4 separate regions of the Sus scrofa genome follow, and regions 1, 2 and 3 are each linked to region 4. A link is a contact called in public Hi-C data. All regions are on one chromosome and are shown on one strand. The core of a region is the stretch at or near the end of the contact, and the rest is flanking DNA. Distances in the headings are between cores, read along the strand shown. Region 1 overlaps CAMK1D (calcium/calmodulin dependent protein kinase ID). Region 2 overlaps CAMK1D (calcium/calmodulin dependent protein kinase ID). Region 3 overlaps CDC123 (cell division cycle 123). Region 4 has its middle 150 kb from the start of CAMK1D.

Region 1 (4,119 bases), core at 1,408-3,907, 230 kb after region 4:
GTGTCATGCTGGATTCTTTTGCTTTAGAAACATATAGCAGTTGCCCTTAAAAATGTTCTTTCTATAGGGCAGTGCTCAGTAGAAAATCCGTCTTTGTAAAAATGTACACACATCTTTATATACATGAATATGTACATATATGAGAGGGAGGGAGACTTTTCTTTGGAGCAGGTTCTGCCCTCCGCAAGCAGTTGCATCCAGAAGCTGAGCAGAGGGAGCCCCTGGTTTGCTGGATTCCATTCTGGCCCCGTGCCCTGCCCATGGGGAGAGGCATCTGCAAAGTCAAGGACACATGGCCAAGGAAATGTTCCCACCCAGCGTGTGTAACCTCCACTTTGACCCCAGGAAGCCTGCCCGTTATACCACCATGAAAACAACCCCTAAATCCAAAGTTTAGACCTAGGAGGAGATCCCCCAAGTCCAAAATCTCAGACCTCCAAGGAGGTAGGACATATTTTATTTTGACGTTTATCATTTTGATTTATCACTTCACTTGTGCAGAAGTGCTTTCTTTGTAGAATGTGAAGAAATTGTCCTCAGGGACACCCTGTCATCGTAACCGAATGAGCACGGGCGGGCTAGTCGCTTAATTTTTCCATCTGTAAGTGGGGGCCTGGCTAGAGCATTGGGGCCCCAATTTGGCTACTTACCACAATTGCCAGAAACTTGAAATGATACACCTAGTCCCCAGGTTCTGCGGGCCTAGCAACAGTGTCTTAGCGGGACTGGGTGAGAGCTGGCCATGTATGTGCTTTGTAATATTCAGGAGTCTTGATGACCCTACTGCTCCCAGAGGCAGACGCCAGAGGTGATCTGTTTATTTAATCTCCACTGCAGAGTAGCGTCCTGTGTATCTGGGGGAGAGGGGCTAGTGTCCACTGGGAGACCCTGTGCCTACGTTGCAAGTTTGAGTTCACAGTAAACAGAGAAGCAGCCATGAGGTCCAGCGCCTTGGCTTTTGTTCTGTGTCGTTACTAGGTACTATGTTTGAAAAACAAGAAGAGGAGTTCCCGTCATGGCACAGTGGTTAACAAATCTGACTAGGAACCAAGGGGTTGCAGGTTCGATCCCTGGCCTTGCTCCGTGGGTTAAGGATCCAGCGTTGCCATGAGCTGTGGTGTAGGTTGCAGATGCGGCTTGGATCCCATGTTGTTGTGGCTGTGGTGTAGGCTGGCAGCTACAGCTCTGATTCGACCCCTAACCTGGGAACCTCCACATGCCACAGGAGCAGAAAGACAAAAAAAAAAAAGGAAAAGAAAAGAAAAACAAGAAGAAAAAAAGAGCAAATCAATATGTCTCTAAAAGGAAAGAGAAGCTCGCCTGAGCTGTGACCGGAGGCTGGGTGTGGGAGCCCATGGAAACTTGAGATGGATCTCTGTGTCATCAGAAATCCATCAAGTAGCTGGCACTCTCTCTGTTCAAGGGTTGGTGCTTGACGAAGAGGCAAAGGCCTTCCAATAGCTCCAGTGTATTTTCTGAAGACAACAAGAAACAGTCCCTCGACGGTCGGTACCCCAATTCTGGAGATGCAGGAAGAGTCTGAAGAGCAGAACCCCAGATCCTGACAGATAGCGTGTTCTGGGTTTCACAGTTCTCTGTCCTTTTAGAGGAAAAAGCTATTGGCGAAAAGTCATGAACTTGACATTTTGCAGGATTCCAGCCTTTCCATCTCTACCTATTAAGAGCTCTGGAGTTAGCCTTGGTCCCCGAGGAAAGCTAGATATTTACACTGTGTTCCCATTGACTTGTTCTCCTTGTTCATGACGAAAGCGAAAAGTGCATAGAACTTTCCACTTGGAAAATGAAAAGTGGAGGAAGGTGAAGTTGCATGTTTGAAGTTACTTCCCGTCAGTAGGAGAGATCCAGGCTTAGGCCTGCAGGCATGGTTTATGAGGAGCTGCTTCAGAGTCCCCTGGTGGCACAGTGGGTTGGGGATCCGGCATGGTCACTGTTGTGGCTTAGGGTACAGCTGTGGCACAGGTTTGATTCCCAGCCCTGGAACTTTCAGATTCTGTGGGCGTGGCCAAAAATGCATATGTATAAGGAGCTATGTCACATGACTTAAGTAATTAATGTATTTGTTTTGGCATTGCTCTCTTTTTTTGTAAAATTGAGGTATTGTTGGTTTACAATATATAAGTTTCAGGTATACATAGTGATTCATAATTTTTAAGGGTTATACTCCATTTATAGTTGTTATAAAACATGGGCTATATTTAAATATCCCTGCAAAACAAAACATTGCTTGTACTTCTTCCAGAGCTGGAGTTGGACACTTGCATACCACGTCCTGTTTCCTTTAGCATAAAATCCATTCTGTTGGCGTTCCTGTCATGGCTCAGCCATTAGCAAACCCAACTAGCATCCACGAGGACGTGAGTTCAATCCCTGGCCTCCCTCAGTGGGTTAAGGATGTGGTGTTGCCAAGCGCTGTGGTGTAGATTACAGACATGGCTCAGATACAGCGCTGCTATGGCTGTGGTGTAGCTGGTGGCTACAGCTCCGATTGGACCCCTAGCCTGGGAACCTCCCTATGCCACAGGTGTGGCCCTAAAAATACAAAAAGACCAAAAAAAAAATCCACTCGTTGAACTTGGCAAACAAGCCTCCGCTCACATGCCCCAGTCTACCTCATTGATTTTTCTTCGTCACACCCATCTGCCTGAGCACTCTGTCCCAACACGGTCCACCTCACTCTTCTGTGTCCTTACTAATGCTCTTCCCTCTCTGGATAATTCTTTTCCTTGTCTTTCTGTGCCTGGCAAACTTGCCAACATCTGGAGCACGTGTCAACTCCCCGGGCTGCAGTCCCGCCGAGTGCCTGGGCAGAGTGAGACCTTGGAGCAGAGGCAGGCTGTGTTTCTGTCGCCTGAGTCCGGCTCCCGGGCAGGAGGTTGGTCCTGCCGTACCCTGATGTTTACATACACATCTGTTTTCCCCTACTGGCCAGGGAGCCACTTGGTTTCAGGGACTCTGTTTTATTTATTTATCTTCCTGTCCCCCCTGCTTGGCCTCAAGTCCAGCACTGCTGGAAACTCTCGATGTTTGATGAAGTCTAGGTCTGTGAGTTTCATGCAAGTGTCCTGTTAATGATCGTGTGCCGTGATGCTCCTCCCAAGGCTCTTGCATGCAGTCAACTTGGAGAAACAGTGACGTTGACAGTAAGAGGTCCACCCCCCCACCCCCACCCCGCGTCCCCACCTGCAGTGCAGTCTCCTGCTGCGTTCATCGTGACATCTGAGAGGCTGTCTTGTTAAGACCAGCTGCTCTGTGTCTGTTCATCATCAAACCACATGAGACCTTCAGAAGCTTAGTTTGCCACCAGCCCCATCCCTAAACCCCATCCCCCCACACACCAAGAAAAAAGAGGAATGAGGCAAAACGACCAGATGGTGCAGCTGACTCCACACCCTTGTGAGATTCTGAACTGCCGGGCTTTGTTCCCACGGTAGACATTGCTTCTTCCTAAGGCTCCCGAGTTAACCAGCGTCCGTCCACACTGGGGCTGTGGCTGCCTTCTGATTTTGCATCACAAGATGAGACATCGCCCTGACTCAGTTCGCGAGTGCTTCGCTGGAGGCACCCCGCCTTGTGCCTCCCTCCACCCGGGGCCCTTCTTCTTTCTGCTTCTTTACCCTGCACACATTCTTGGCAGCTTTTCCCTGAGAGAAATCATTCTGCCAGGCTCTCTGCCTGCAAGAGTGTATTCCAGAGCGCTGGCTGCCCCCAGCCTCTAGTGAAATAGCAACTCCAACCCTGGGGACCTAGTGCTGTGTGTGTGACTTTAGCTGGGGCTTCAGGAGAATGACTCCCAAATGTGTGTGTATGTGTGTGTGTGTGTGTGTGTGTGTGTGTGGTGTGTACTTATATGTATATGCATGCTGCGTGTTTATCTGTGTGTGTACATGTATGTGGGTGTATGTGTACATATGAGCATGTCTCCTCACCCCTCCCTGTCTCTCTTGTTGCATTCTTGGCTTCTTCCTGGTCTTAACATAACTTTTTAAAAATTCTAAAGATGCCAAAGATTCGGGAAGAAGAACCTCGTTAGCATCTTGAGGAATAACTTTCTGAGGACAGGTCTTTGCATCTGAAAATATATTCATAATATGTTCAGTC
Region 2 (4,277 bases), core at 958-3,457, 180 kb after region 4:
CCATAGCATCTCTGTGGATTTTTTTTTCCCAAGACGTATGACTTTGTTGCCAGTGAGCCCAAGAGATAAATGAAAGAATGGAGTTGCTGTGGCAAGGGTGACTTGTTGAAGATTTTGCCTTCCAGCTCTTTTAAACCACGACTTTTTGTTGTTGTTTTTATTTTTTATTTATTTTTAATTTTTTTTTATTTTTTGTTGTTTTTAAAGGATGTATTTACATACAGCTTTGCAGGAGAATGTGAGTATTCAGTAAAGGGGCTCACATCCATGTACTTTGAAATGGGTTCATTTATAGCAAATCCAGAGTGAATATTCCCAAAGGGGTGGGGAAAAAACAAACAAACAAAAACTTGAGGAGTTCAGACCTTACTGTGCTTGGCATGGCATCTGGGGACCAAAGCTGCTGGTTGTCCCTCTGTATCTCCTATGTGGGTGACAGCTTTGCAAGGCACAGAGATCTGCCAGATGTGTGCCAGAGTGACTGGGTGGGGAGAATCCTGAAGCTGGTGTGGCCACCTGAAGAGGGTGAACTTGTTCCGAATAATGATTAGATGCACTGACTGCATACTTAGCAGCATCCCCTGGCGCTTTTAGTCGCGGAATTGAAACAGGCACACCCAGGCAAATGTGCAGGAACACATGGAGAAACCCTGACCTCAAAAAGCGCTTGCTAATTGTTTGAGGCTTTGCGGGGCCATACTGTCAAGCTCAGGCAGGACCTCCAAATCCCTCATCAGATTTAGGAAGTATTGTGTCAGTATTTGGGTGCTTGGTTTTGGTAATTGACAAACCAGGGGCTGTTGGTCTTTAAGAACTTCCTGTTTCCTGCAGGCAGGGCTCTCCTTCCTCAGTGCACCTGCTTCGGGGCTCTCACTCTGGAGAGGAAGTTGTAGAGCAAGAGAGCCTTTCCACTGAACTGGACACCAACCCCCCCCCCCAAAAAAAAACCCAAATGATAAACCTCTAACAAACCGATTTGTAATTCTCAGCTGTTGTTCAAGGAAGTAATTTACTGTCCGTTTTAAACCTGAGTGAGATGTATCAATTTCAAGTTCCTCTTTTTGTATCAGTCCCCCCCCCACCCCCCATAGGGAGCAGACATGTAAAATATAACCAAATGGTTGGGTGTGTCAGAGAGGCTGACTTGTTTACTGTGGCTGGAGGCAGTTTGAAGGTGCTGGCCAGGGGTGCATGTTCTTCCTGGGCAGTGAACTGCCTTTGGTTCTGTGATTTGCATGTTTCTCTTAAGCGGGAGAAAATGAAAGTATTTTTGGAGGGCTGCAAGAGAGCTGCAAATGTTCAAGACCAGGCTTCCCAGCCAGAAAGGAGCAAGAGAGAAACTATCCCCACTTCTTCTTGTGCCAGTGAAAATATAAGGCTTTCTAATGTTATGAAACTGCATCTCTCTCCCCCTCTCTGCTCCGCCCACCTCAGCTAGTGGTGGAGGGCAGCCGGAAATGGTCATTTTCAGTATTTACCACTTGCTAGGAGTGGGACTTTGAAGAAAATCAGCTCATGGGAACATTTCATTGCCCCTTTGAAACTGACAGTAGTAACGGCCTGAACCCAGCCTAAACCCAGACTGGGAGTTGAACCCACAGTTTTAAATTAGAATCCCTCACCCTGTGTCTGGACGCACTGAGGTTCAGGTTCTTCTGTCTCCACGCAGAAGGAGTTCAGCAAGAGACAAGGTGATTGGCAAGAAATAGATTTATTAGGATAGGATGCTTGTGAGAGATGCAAGCGGGCAGGCACGGAAGCTCTGTCCCCGGGAGCCCCGTGGGCTGCAGTTTTTATCCGCCAAGGGGAGTGGGGGTTGGAAAAGCCCGCCTCTTCCCTTCTGGGAGTAGTAGCTCCTCCTTAGTATCCCCTTAAGGTGTGTTCGAGTCCGCAGAAGGGTGGTCCTCAAACTCTTGCCCTTGGTCTGAATCTGAATGAAGCACTCATCCCATCCCCCACCCAAGGACCTGAGACAACTCGCAAGGCGCCACTAAAGAAGCAAACGTGCCTTGTTCTGATGGCTTTTTTGAGCAATTTATTTGCTTGCAGAGACCGCCCAGTGTCCCCTAAGTTTCCCTCTTTAAATATGGTCCTTTATGAGGACTTCTTCAACTACCTGTGTCTCCTCCATCCCTGTCACCTTCATTGCAGTTATGTAGTCATTTTTGAGACAGGGTTTTCTTTGGCCAGAACGTCTTGTCACCTGTAGAGTTGCCAACATCCCGGCATAAACCGTCCTTTTCCGCGCCCTTGGCAGCAGAGACCAGCTCAATATAACTGTCAGGTGCCAAACCCCCACAGTGGAAGGGAGAGGGGGTGGATGGGGTCAAATGAAACTGAAAAGAAACAAAAATCATTTGCAGGTTAAAATATGCAAATTACAAGATGTCCAAAAAAAAAAAAAAAGAAGTACAACCATTAACTCATTCTTTTTGCAACCTTTAGAGATGCCACGCAGACTGTACCAGAGTATTTGTTGTTTTCTGTAGAACTTTCTGTATCATTTGAGGGCCTTGAATCCTTTGTTTATTTAGAGTTAAGAATGTGTGTGTATTTTCACTTCTCAGCTAGAGTTCTCTGTTTCTTTGTTTCTTCCATGGCTCCTGGGAGAGTCCTTTATTCATAGTTACTGTTCCATAATGATTGTTGAGTGAATGCACTTTTACAAACTATGGGCGTGATTTGTTTGGTTTTTCCAGTTCAGTTCCTAATGAATTCATGCATCTAGCTGGGCAGACATAAAGCTGCCACGTGCAGGATAAAAGAACTCTCGAGTGACCAGAATCATAGAAGCATAACGTTTTACAGCCATAAAGGACCTGAGAGATTTTAATTCCACCTACTTGTTTTACACATGAGCAGTTACAGCTGAGAGAGATCAATGGACTTGCCCAGGCTTGCAGAGCTAGCAGTGGATAATCGGCCATTCATCAGACTCGTGCATTGATAAGTCACCAATAAACTGACATTGCCGATAGTAATTTTAGCTACCTGTGATCGTACTTCGAAATCTCCTCATTTTTGATGCCCCTGATTTGGGGGAAGACATTTAATTGATTTTGAATTTTATCTCCTCTGACTTGGGGGCTAATCAGTTGCTTTGTTTTCTGTCTGCTCTCTAAAATTTCTTCACGCCACTTTCAAGGAAACCGACCTGAACAAGTTTGTCTGTTCTCCCCATGTTGGACACAGTGCAGAAGTGGCTGGGAGATAAGGAAAATGTAAACAGCAAGTGGCCAGGCCACATAAAATGTGACAACTTTGACCTCTGATCTGAAACACCCAGTCCAGGGAGCCAAACAGTAAACTCCAGTGGCAGTTGACCCTCAATGGCCAGGACTTAACCAATCACTGACACTTCCCTAATTTTTGTCTTTGTTTCCAACTCGGGACCAGCCAGAGAGAACCCAGTATGTTCCCCAAACCAGCCACAGAGGATGCTTCCCTTCTAGTTAGCCCGCCTATAGTGTCTGCACCTTGATCAGGGCATTCCTGAAGCCTCCCCTTTTTTTTCACTACAGACTCTCCGTTTTTTTTGTTTTTATTTTTGTTTTTGTTTTTTTTGCCTGCTTTGAGTCTCTACCTGTTGCAAGTGCTGGTGGGTAATTAACTCCCTTATTCTAGGAGGTTCTGAATAAAAAGCATCACATGTTCCCATTTGCATGGGCTTCACCCTCCTGGAGCAAGACCCCCAGAGAAGGACCAGTCTTGCCAACTTCTGTGTTCTCTCTGGTTATAACTGTGCATCCAGCTATCCATCTGCATAATAGGGCTTTTAAAAGCCTATTTGTCTGTCTGTCTGTCTCTCTCTTTCTTTCTTTCTTTCTTTCTTTTTTTTTTTTTGCTTTTTAGGGCCGCACCTGTGGTATACCCAAGTTACCAGGCTAGGGATCCAGTTGGAGCTGCAGCTGCCAGCCTACACCACAGCCACAGCAACACCAGATCTGAGCCTTGTTTGTGACCTACGCCACAGCTCATGGCAGTGCCGGATTCTTAACCCACTGAGCAAGGCCAGGGATCAAACCCGCATCCTCATGGATACTAGCTGGGTTCACTACCACTGAGCCATGACGGGAACTCCCTATTTGTCTCTCTTTTTTCAGAAGATACATGGACAAGTCTTGGTCAGTTGCTTGGCTGAAATCAACATACCCTCTGACCTGTCCACCTGGTGACCCTGTCCAGACAGGGCAGGAGGTTGGCATGGCTCTGTGTCCTCACCTCAGTGTTTTCATGAATGTTTCTAAAATTTCCCGCTTCATAATCTGTCTAGAGTT
Region 3 (4,526 bases), core at 828-3,327, 130 kb before region 4:
TTACTACGTAAAAATCCCCGTTGATTGGATCTTTAAGGAAAGATGAACTTTTGTCACCGAGGTCCTTCTGGACCCCTTAAAGATTAAATTAAGAGTATGATTCTCTAGGAGGTTCTGCTGTGGCACAGCCAACAGGATCGCCAGCAGGATCAGCAGCGTCTCTGGAGCACCAGGATGCAGGTTCAACCCCCAGCCCAGCACAGGGGGTTAAGAACCTAGCGTTGCTGGAGTTCCCGTCGTGGCTCAGAGGTTGACGAATCCGACTAGGAACCATGAGGTTGCAGGTTTGATCCCTGGCCTTGCTCAGTGGGTTAAGGATCCAGCGTTGCCATGGGATGTGCTGTAGGTCGCAGATGTGGCTCGGATCTCGAGGTGCTGTGGCTCTGGTGGAGGCCGGTGGCTATAGCTCCGATTGGACCCCTGGCCTGGGAACCGCCATGTGCTGCAGGTGCGGCCCTAGAAAAGACGAAAAAAAAAGAATCTAGGAGTTCCCGTCGTGGCACAGTGGTTAACGAATCCGACTAGGAACCATGAGGTTGCAGGTTCAGTCCCTGCCCTTGCTCAGTGGGTTAACGATCCGGCATTGCCATGAGCTGTGGTGTAGGTTGCAGACGCGGCTCGGATCCAGCGTTGCTGTGGCTCTGGTGTAGGCTGGTGGCTACAGCTCCGATTCAACCCCTAGCTTGGGAGCCTCCATATGCCGCGGGAGCGGCCCAAGAAATAGCAAAGACAAAAAAAAAAAAAAAAAAAAAGAACCTAGTGTTGCTGCAGCTGTGGCTCGGATCTGATCCCTGGCCTAGGAACTCCATATCCTGTGGGGTGGCCAACAAAGAAAAGAGTACAGTTCTTTAAATTGGACAGGATCCTGTCAATGATGTAATCTGACTCTTCTGTCAGAAAATTGAGGCCTAGGAGTTCCCATCGTGGCTCAAGAGTTAACGAATCCGACTAGGAACCATAAGGTTGTGGGTTCGATCGCTGGCCTTGCTTGATGGGTTAACGATCCGGCCTTGCTGTGAGCTGTGGTGTAGGTTGCAGACACAGCTCTGATTGGATCCCTAGCCTGGGAACCTCCATGTACTGCGGATGCGGCCCTAGAAAAGACAAAAAAAAAAAAAGAGAGAGAGAGAGAGAAAATTGATGCCTAGATCTGTTCTGTAATTTGTTTCTATAAACTAGCTAATAGAACCAAAATCGGAATATAACTTCAATAATATTCTTCTAAACGTTCTCTGTATTTTCACTTAATAAAGTTGTAAATTCCTTTCCTAAATACTTCAAAGTAAAATATTATGGAATGAAATAAAGATAGGATATTATAGTATATAATAATATATATTATTATGTAACATTGTGAAAATTACATAAAATTATACTCTTGAGAGCTTGCTTCAATGCAAGAAAACAAGACGTTAGGATTACAGGTTAACAGAGGGCTAACTAAGAAGAATTTACACAGGTTTTTAAAAAGTACATTATTTAACAAGGAGTCTAGAGACAGGATATTTCTAGGGTTAATTCAGCATCTCATCGAGGGCACCAGGGACCAGGCTCTTTCAGTCTTTCCCTGTGTCATCCTTGGTTTATTGCCTTGGTATTTGAGTTCGTCACCTGACGGTTGTAAGGCGGCTACTGCTGTCACAAATATTGCGTGAAAGTGACAATAACTGCATCAAAAACAGAAGGGGTTCATTTGTTTCCACTCATTGTTCTCTGCATGTGAGCAAGCAGAGCTTTCTGGAAGCTCCCCAGGAGACTTGCAGAGAGGCTCAGGTCACACAGACAGGTTCTTAGCCTAATCTAGTAGTTGGCAGATGGAATAGAAATGCCATGATTGGCTTAGACCAGAGGCTCTCAAATTTAGCTTGCACCGGAATCATCTAGAGAATTTGGTAGAGCACAGATTGCCAGTCCCCACCCCCAGGGTTTCTGATTCGCTGGGCTGGGAGTCAGGCCCAAGAATATAATTTCTTACAAGTTCCCAGGTGATCCCGATGCTGGGGTGTAGGCTCACGCCTGGAGGACCGTGTGCTCAGAAGGACACATGCATCACATGCATTGCTGAGGCTCAGGGCCAGGTGTCCTCATGTGAGCAACCACCCTTCCGTTGGCAAGGGAGGAGGCTGGGACTAGCCAGAGGGGAGTCGGCCAGGACTGCCTGCTACTGCTGTCATCTGGCATGGGTAGTAAATACTCTTGTTTTTCCTGTTGTCAAATGGTTATTGCTTTAAAAAGTCGCAGTTGACATATGACACACTTAGCATAATCTGTCTGCATTAATACTTGCTGGAATGAATTATTTGCCTAGATAAGCATTCTTTGTGATTAGACTTACCGAATCAGCAGGCTGCTTTCACTAATTATGTTATCGATGAGGTGTCACTTCAGTAGCCCAGGACCAGAAAAAAAAACCAAAAACCTGGTATTCATTTGACATTTAGAAGGGCTGAGTGAGTGAAAAAATGAATCTGTTCCTTGTTTCTCTGAGAGGCTTATGACTAAGGAATAGAGTTACAAGAGGTCAGGAAAGTTCACGTGTCTTAGTAATCCAAGCTCAGCTATTAATATAATTTTTATACATTTTTTTATTACATTTTATACAGTTCTTATACATTTTTTAAGATTATCACAAAACTATTAATCCTAAAATTCAGCAGCAAACAGTTTGGGGAGTTAAATTTTGTACCTAAGTTGGACCTAACAGAACGTCTACCTTGTGATTTTTTTTTAAAGGCTTATTTGTTTATATATTTATTTTGTCTTTTTGCCATTTGTTGGGCTGCTCCCGTGGCATATGGAGGGTCCCAGGCTAGGGGTCTAATTGGAGCTGTAGCTTCCAGCCTACACCAGAGCCACAGCAATGCTGTATCCGAGCCGTGTCTGCGACCTACACCACAGCTCACGGCAACACCAGATCTTCAACCCACTGAGCAAGGCCAGGGATCGAACCCGCAACCTCATGGTTCCTAGTTGGATTTGTTAACCATGGAGTCATTTATTTAGATGATGATTTTCCCCCTTTAGATTGTTTTAATTTTATTGTATTTATTTTATTTTTTTAATTGAAGTATCGTTGATTTACAATGTTGTGTTAGATCATTATAATTTTGGATAGCACATTTTATCTCTTCTTGAAGAATTCTGCAGAAACTCAAATGAACACCCCCAGTCACCCTTGACTCAGTATCATTTCTTATCTTTCCTTTTCCGCCACCGGTGATAACGAAAGAAATGGATTCTGTACCCGAAATCTTATTTTGGATCCTGACGAGCAACATTTTTCTTTTTTATTTCTGCCCATGACTTAATTTTTTTTTCTTATATACTTAGGTACGGTGAGGTATGATGCCGTACCTTCCAACTTTTCAGGAAGGCTTGTGAGTGGGGATTGTGCCCTAGTAAATATCTGAACAAGGTGGCACTTTATTTTTTTATTTTTTTATTTTGTTGTTGTTGTTGTTGTTGTTGCTATTTCTTGGGCCGCTCCTGCGGCATATGGAGGTTCCCAGGCTAGGGGTCGAATCGGAGCTGTAGCCACCGGCCTACGCCAGAGCCACAGCAACTCGGGATCCGAGCCGCATCTGCAACCTACACCACAGCTCACGGCAACGCCGGATCGTTAACCCACCGAGCAAGGGCAGGGATCGAACCCGCAACCTCATGGTTCCTAGTCGGATTCGTTAACCACTGCGCCACGACGGGAACTCCATGGTGGCACTTTAAAGCATTCATGACTTTGTATACTGCCCCGTCATAAACGTTTTAATGAAGACGTCTTCTCTTTACTTAGCAAAATGACCAAATTGTGATTTCCGTCCCTGGATTTAAGCAGCACCTAATCTGGAGTCCGTTCACAGCGTCAGGGTTCTCCGAGCATGCTGCTGCCACACGGACTGGCCCGAACTAGAGAACTCACACCTTTTGAGGAGGTGACGTGGTCAGTCGCTTCCTCCCAGGCCAGAAGAAATAGTCATCTCAACCTGAGTGTTTCCCGCTGGCGTGGTCTCTTGGATTCCACCTCCTCGTGGCTCTTTCTTGTTTACTGTATTTAAAAAAATTTTGTTGTTGTCGAAGTGTGGTCGATTTACGATGTTATGTCAGTTTCAGGTGTACAACGAAGTGATCAGTAGATTTCTTAATTGTAGCACAGCTCTCATCACGAACGTGTATCCTTTTTCATAGTTTTCCTTCTTTCCTTGCAGCAAAGCATGTACCACATCCAGAGTTTTCTCACTGTCCACCCAGCTCTGCTCTCGTGCATTCTTACACACCGAATGTACTGCATTTGTTCTCTTTTGATGTGTGACATAGTTGGAATATTTTGATAAAAACTGTGTGCCGATCACAAAGTTCACAGAAGAAACTTTGTTCCCTCTTCTGACATGTCTGGGGCATCATGCATGTGCCTGTTTAGAGTGAGAGCGTTTGGCCAGAAATGCAGCCTTGAGCTTAAGGTGAGGGAACGACTTGGGAAACAGCTTAGGTAGAAATAAAGACAAACAAGGTAACATTCCTGTCTATGGCAG
Region 4 (4,269 bases), core at 228-2,727:
CTTCACCAGCCATATATGTGTGTATAGTGCTGAGCCAGCATTTATAATTCATAAAATGGGGTAATAATGGTTTGCATAGTATAGGCTTACTACAAGGTTTCGGTGAGATGACGCAGGTAAAAAACTTCACAGGATGCCCGGTGTGTAGTAAATGCTCAATAAATGTTAGCTGATGTCACTTTATTTGGGGGCCAGTCTTGCCACTCGGATTCATGGCCAAATATGATGCCTCCAACTCCCAGTTTGAGATCACTCCAAAAAAAGGTGTCATGAAGTGGAGGGATCAGGGTAAATCCTTTAAGAAAACTTTTTTAAAAAAAGGGGTGTCGTTTTGAGAGGTCCTTCTCTGCATGAGAGGAGCAGGGATTCCTGCTTTCCTGGTAATTGATCAGGAAAAGTCACAGTAGGCGTGTCCTATTGAAAAGAGATGAGTGCAGCTCAGCACCTGTACACACACACACACACACACACACACCACACCTTATTTTAGGCCTGATGGATATAAAGTGAAATTCTTAACAATCCCTTCTCTGCCCGAGGGAGGCATTGGCTCCTGTGGTTTTTCTCTGATGTACCTGCAGGGTCTTAGGGCTCTGGTTGCAAGGCATGACGGGAGAGGGGGTTGTGACAATCAGTGAGTGTTTGGCCTAGATAACTGGAACAGGGGCTGGGATGGGAATGGGGTGAGGAGGAAGGAGGCCGCCCTGATTTCAGACCAGGGAACCCTTTTTTTCTTGGGTCTGGATCCCACAGAGCACAGATTGTGATATTGCCCGGTAAACAGATACATGATTTCAAATACCCGCTGATGGTTCCTGCTGCTTCAGGGTTTCAGGACACTTAGCGCCTCTTTTATGTAATAATTATTCAGTTTGACAACAGAAAGGAGACCGAAAGATCCTTCCTTTTATGAAGAGGATAAGATAATGGCCCTTCTGCTCTCATATAATTGCTGCTCTTATAACATGGACTGATTCTTATCATGGGGTTCCCAGGTGAACGTATTTTAAAAAAGCATTTCTCAATGAATTGAAGGCTCACATATTCAGTAATGGTATAATTGGCTAGTTGGTCGATTATCCATCTCTTTGGGGTTAAAGCGAATGGTTTGAGGTTCTGATGAAAGCAACTGTGTACTCTTTGTATGAAGTTGCCGGTGCATTTTATGAGTTTTTTCCATTGTGACCTAGTCGAAAGCCTCCCTTTTCCCGTTAGACTTAAATGAAAAGGGGATAGAAGGGAAAAGAACCGGCTGTGCCTGTGAAGACACAGTAAAGCAGGTCAGCTTTGTCTGCACGTGGCACACTAACAGCGGGCCAGGCGCCCCCCTGCTGTCCCCTGGCCGGTGTGCACACAGCTTGACCTGGCCAAACGTGGTGAACACCCGAGCCCTGCAAAGAGCGCTCTCGGGTCGCGTTTCCTCCGCGGCCCGTCGGCAGAGCTGGAATAGCATCACATCTCCTTGGAGGCGTGTCATGCCCCGGTGACCAGGCCCGGCCCAGGGTCGATCCTGCAGCCCCCGCTGGCCCTGAGCGGACGCTGGGACGGCTCGGATTTTCAGGCTTTAGCATGTTGACTCTGGAGCGGGCCTTGCGAACATTTCGTTCCATCTTGTTCTTTGATCAGGTTGAGAAAACAGAGATCTGGGTCAGCTGGGGGCCTCCCCCCCCGGCCAGGCAGCGAAAGGGGGCCAATTCAGTGCAAACTCCTCGAGCTTTTGTGTGTGGAGCCCTTGGCACGGTTGCATCGGGGTTCCAGATGCTAAACTTCTTAAGGGGACAGAAATGCATGTACAGTTTCCTGTGCAGTGAATAAAAATGACTTCAGTCTTCCTGCTGCTTGTCCTAGTTCTGATTCTTTATCCAGGACTCAGGGAGGCCGGGGCCGGTAGTGGTGGGGGGCCCTGTCTCTGGCTGTTGCAAGAATTAAGTGAACTGACATAGATTATAAAGCCGTCAGCCAGTGTCCGCCTCCGAGTAAGTGCTCGGTCAGTGACAACTCTTACTGTCCAGAGTTGCGTGACATGGGTACACAGGGCACGGGCCGTGGGTATTGCTTTCTGAGCTTTATGACCCATGTGGCCTTCAGCCTGGCCGTGGGCAGGAGGGAACTGCTTTTATTTCTGGAGACCGTGTGGAGGCGGAGCCGCTGGCTGCTAGCTTATTGTCGGATTTATTTCTCTTGTTGCCTGATGATGTGTACTTGATGAATGGTTTTCTGTGGCTGGCGTTGGTAATTATGAGCCAGCCCTGTGTGTGTGTGTGTGTGTGTGTGTGTGTGTGTGTGTGTGTGTGTGTGGCTTAATTATTTTGTGTTGTCTTCTGGAAAGTCGTGGCTGAGCGAAGCCCAGCACCTGGACCACAGGAGGTGTTCTGGCTGTGATGGTGGAAGGGGTACAACTCGGGTGTCTTGAGTTCTTTTTTTTTTTTTTTTTTGTCATTTTTGGTGGCCCATGTGGAGCTCCCGGGCCAGGGATCAGATTGGAGTCATAGTCTCACCTAAGCTGCAGCTGAGGCAGTGCCTGATCCCTAACCCATTGTGCCTGACTGGGGATTGAACCCATGTCCCAGTGGCTCCCAAGACACTTCCAAGTTGAGTTCTTACCTCTGCTGCTCGGTGGGTGGAGTCCGCTCGATCGTCCCTCCCCCACCCTCTGCCCCCCCCAACACCCTCTGCCCCCCCGCCACCTGCGAAGCTTTAGGGGCTGGGAACTTTGTCAGGTGCCTACAGTTTTCACAGCTAGAAAAAGACACTGTCTGTAGACTCATTCTCAAGCTTTCAAAGAAAACAGAGCAAAGCTCTCCGAATTGATTAGAATCACAGCCTGAGTTTTCGGAGGCTGGTGGCGTGGCGTCCGGGAGAGCCGGAACCCTTCTGGGTGCTGGTCCATCCTCATTAGCTTGTTAATGGACAGTCTGCGATGTGCCAATTAGCCCAGGTCGGGGCTGACATGGGAGAAAGGAGGGCTTTGGCTGTGCCACTGCTGATTAGTTTCGGGGTGTAGATGTGCCCTTCCAGGGACGTGGAGTACAAGCTAAGAGCGACGCTTTCATGCCTTGGCTCTTCCTCTGCTCCCCTGTTGAGGAAAACAGGCAAATAACAGTTGCCTGAGCTCCCATTTGGAAATGATTAATGAAATCATGTGTACAGTGTGTGCCAGACGGGTCACTCGCGTAGTCAGCCCAGTATCTAGCACCTTCTATCTCTACGGGGCTGTGTGCCATAATGCATGGCTCATCCATATCTTGTGTATTTGTTCGTTGATACCAGCTTATATACTACTCATGACTAAGCCTGACACACCTTTTGGTCACTGCACAGGATCTTCTTAGGAATGAAATGGAACATGTACCAGAATACAGAGATGAACAATATGAATATTGTTGAGAAGGATTTTTGGCGACAGAAGTTGGAAAACCAGAAATGATAATGGAACGGAACTATTTGGTTAAGAAACACCAACTACTGCTGCTGGTAATAAGGGCACCTGCTATGTTCCAGGCAGTTTATGAATAAAATGTTACAGCATCTTCATAGCCTCCTTGAAAGGAAGGAGTTTTTAATGCTTAAAGTTTTTTTGAACAGTTGGCACAGAGAGGGTAAATATCTTGCCCAAGGATGCACAGCGAAGGATGGAAAGATCACAGATTTGAGGCCAGGTCTTTTAAAGTCTAGATGTTTCCCCCTGTACCTTTATATACATGTCTCAGCTACCCAAGATGTTGCTCTCCTGTCATTTGTTTAGGGGTCAAACCGGATAATCCAGGTTTTAGGGTGTAGTTTTTAATCTGAAGTATTTGGGATGACTAAACAATCAAATTAGGTAACTGTCAAATCCCTCTTTGTTCTAGGATTTACAGATTTAAATTAGATTTAAATTAGACTAGATTTAAATTAGACTAGATCTTTCCAAATTTTTTTTTTTTTTTTTTTTTTTTTTTAGCCTTTTGTGGAAGACCGAAGTTTGGCGAGCAGCAAAATGAGAACTCAGGGCATATTCAAGCAAAGGAAATTGATACAATTTCAGAATATGCTCAGAATAAAGCCTTCCTTTCTGCAGGGAATCGAGTGGCTGACAACTCAGGAAAACATCAAATTGACTTTAACCTCATGCTCCCTGCTGGGGCTTTCTATTAGCAGGTGTTTATTTCATCAGACACGGGCATTGGATTTCATTACATCTGTCCGTTTCAGGTCTCCTTGAACTTCAGACTTCCTTGAGATTTTCCTTACTAATGCCACTGTCCCTTTTCTGTCTAGTACAAGTAC

Evidence for each region. A called contact is a pair of places that touch in the nucleus more often than the background predicts.
Region 1: a contact with region 4 is called in a Hi-C map of liver, with 2.7 times the contacts expected there. The contact joins two enhancer-like sites. A contact is called at or near these places in 4 of 47 Hi-C or Micro-C datasets (embryonic fibroblasts and liver) and 1 of 2 datasets of contacts at active chromatin or transcription factors (skeletal muscle).
Region 2: a contact with region 4 is called in a Hi-C map of liver, with 3 times the contacts expected there. The contact joins two enhancer-like sites. A contact is called at or near these places in 1 of 47 Hi-C or Micro-C datasets (liver) and 1 of 2 datasets of contacts at active chromatin or transcription factors (skeletal muscle).
Region 3: a contact with region 4 is called in a Hi-C map of liver, with 1.6 times the contacts expected there. The contact joins two enhancer-like sites. A contact is called at or near these places in 2 of 47 Hi-C or Micro-C datasets (both in liver) and 1 of 2 datasets of contacts at active chromatin or transcription factors (skeletal muscle).

The regions. Positions count from the first base shown.
Region 1 is chr10:59,373,994-59,378,112 of Sscrofa11.1, reverse strand. The region is part of intron 1 of CAMK1D (calcium/calmodulin dependent protein kinase ID); the gene reads left to right. Among named protein-coding and RNA genes, the nearest start is that of CAMK1D, 78 kb to the left of the region's middle. Within about 2 kb of position 2,657, at least 24 of the 83 cell types and tissues checked have an H3K27ac peak or open chromatin away from gene starts, as enhancers often do. A contact at or near this core is called in liver and skeletal muscle, where this site is marked.
Region 2 is chr10:59,422,096-59,426,372 of Sscrofa11.1, reverse strand. All of the region lies in intron 1 of CAMK1D (calcium/calmodulin dependent protein kinase ID), which reads left to right. LOC110255711 (a long non-coding RNA gene) reads left to right here. Exons shown (of 2, transcript XR_002336411.1): 2 at 1-935. Among named protein-coding and RNA genes, the nearest start is that of CAMK1D, 30 kb to the left of the region's middle. Within about 2 kb of position 2,207, at least 26 of the 83 cell types and tissues checked have an H3K27ac peak or open chromatin away from gene starts, as enhancers often do. A contact at or near this core is called in liver, where this site is marked.
Region 3 is chr10:59,739,227-59,743,752 of Sscrofa11.1, reverse strand. The region is part of intron 6 of CDC123 (cell division cycle 123); the gene reads left to right. Among named protein-coding and RNA genes, the nearest start is that of NUDT5, 24 kb to the left of the region's middle. Within about 2 kb of position 2,077, at least 10 of the 83 cell types and tissues checked have an H3K27ac peak or open chromatin away from gene starts, as enhancers often do. A contact at or near this core is called in liver and skeletal muscle, where this site is marked.
Region 4 is chr10:59,606,084-59,610,352 of Sscrofa11.1, reverse strand. It overlaps a transcript of CAMK1D not described here. Among named protein-coding and RNA genes, the nearest start is that of CAMK1D, 150 kb to the right of the region's middle. Within about 2 kb of position 1,477, at least 14 of the 83 cell types and tissues checked have an H3K27ac peak or open chromatin away from gene starts, as enhancers often do. A contact at or near this core is called in liver and skeletal muscle, where this site is marked.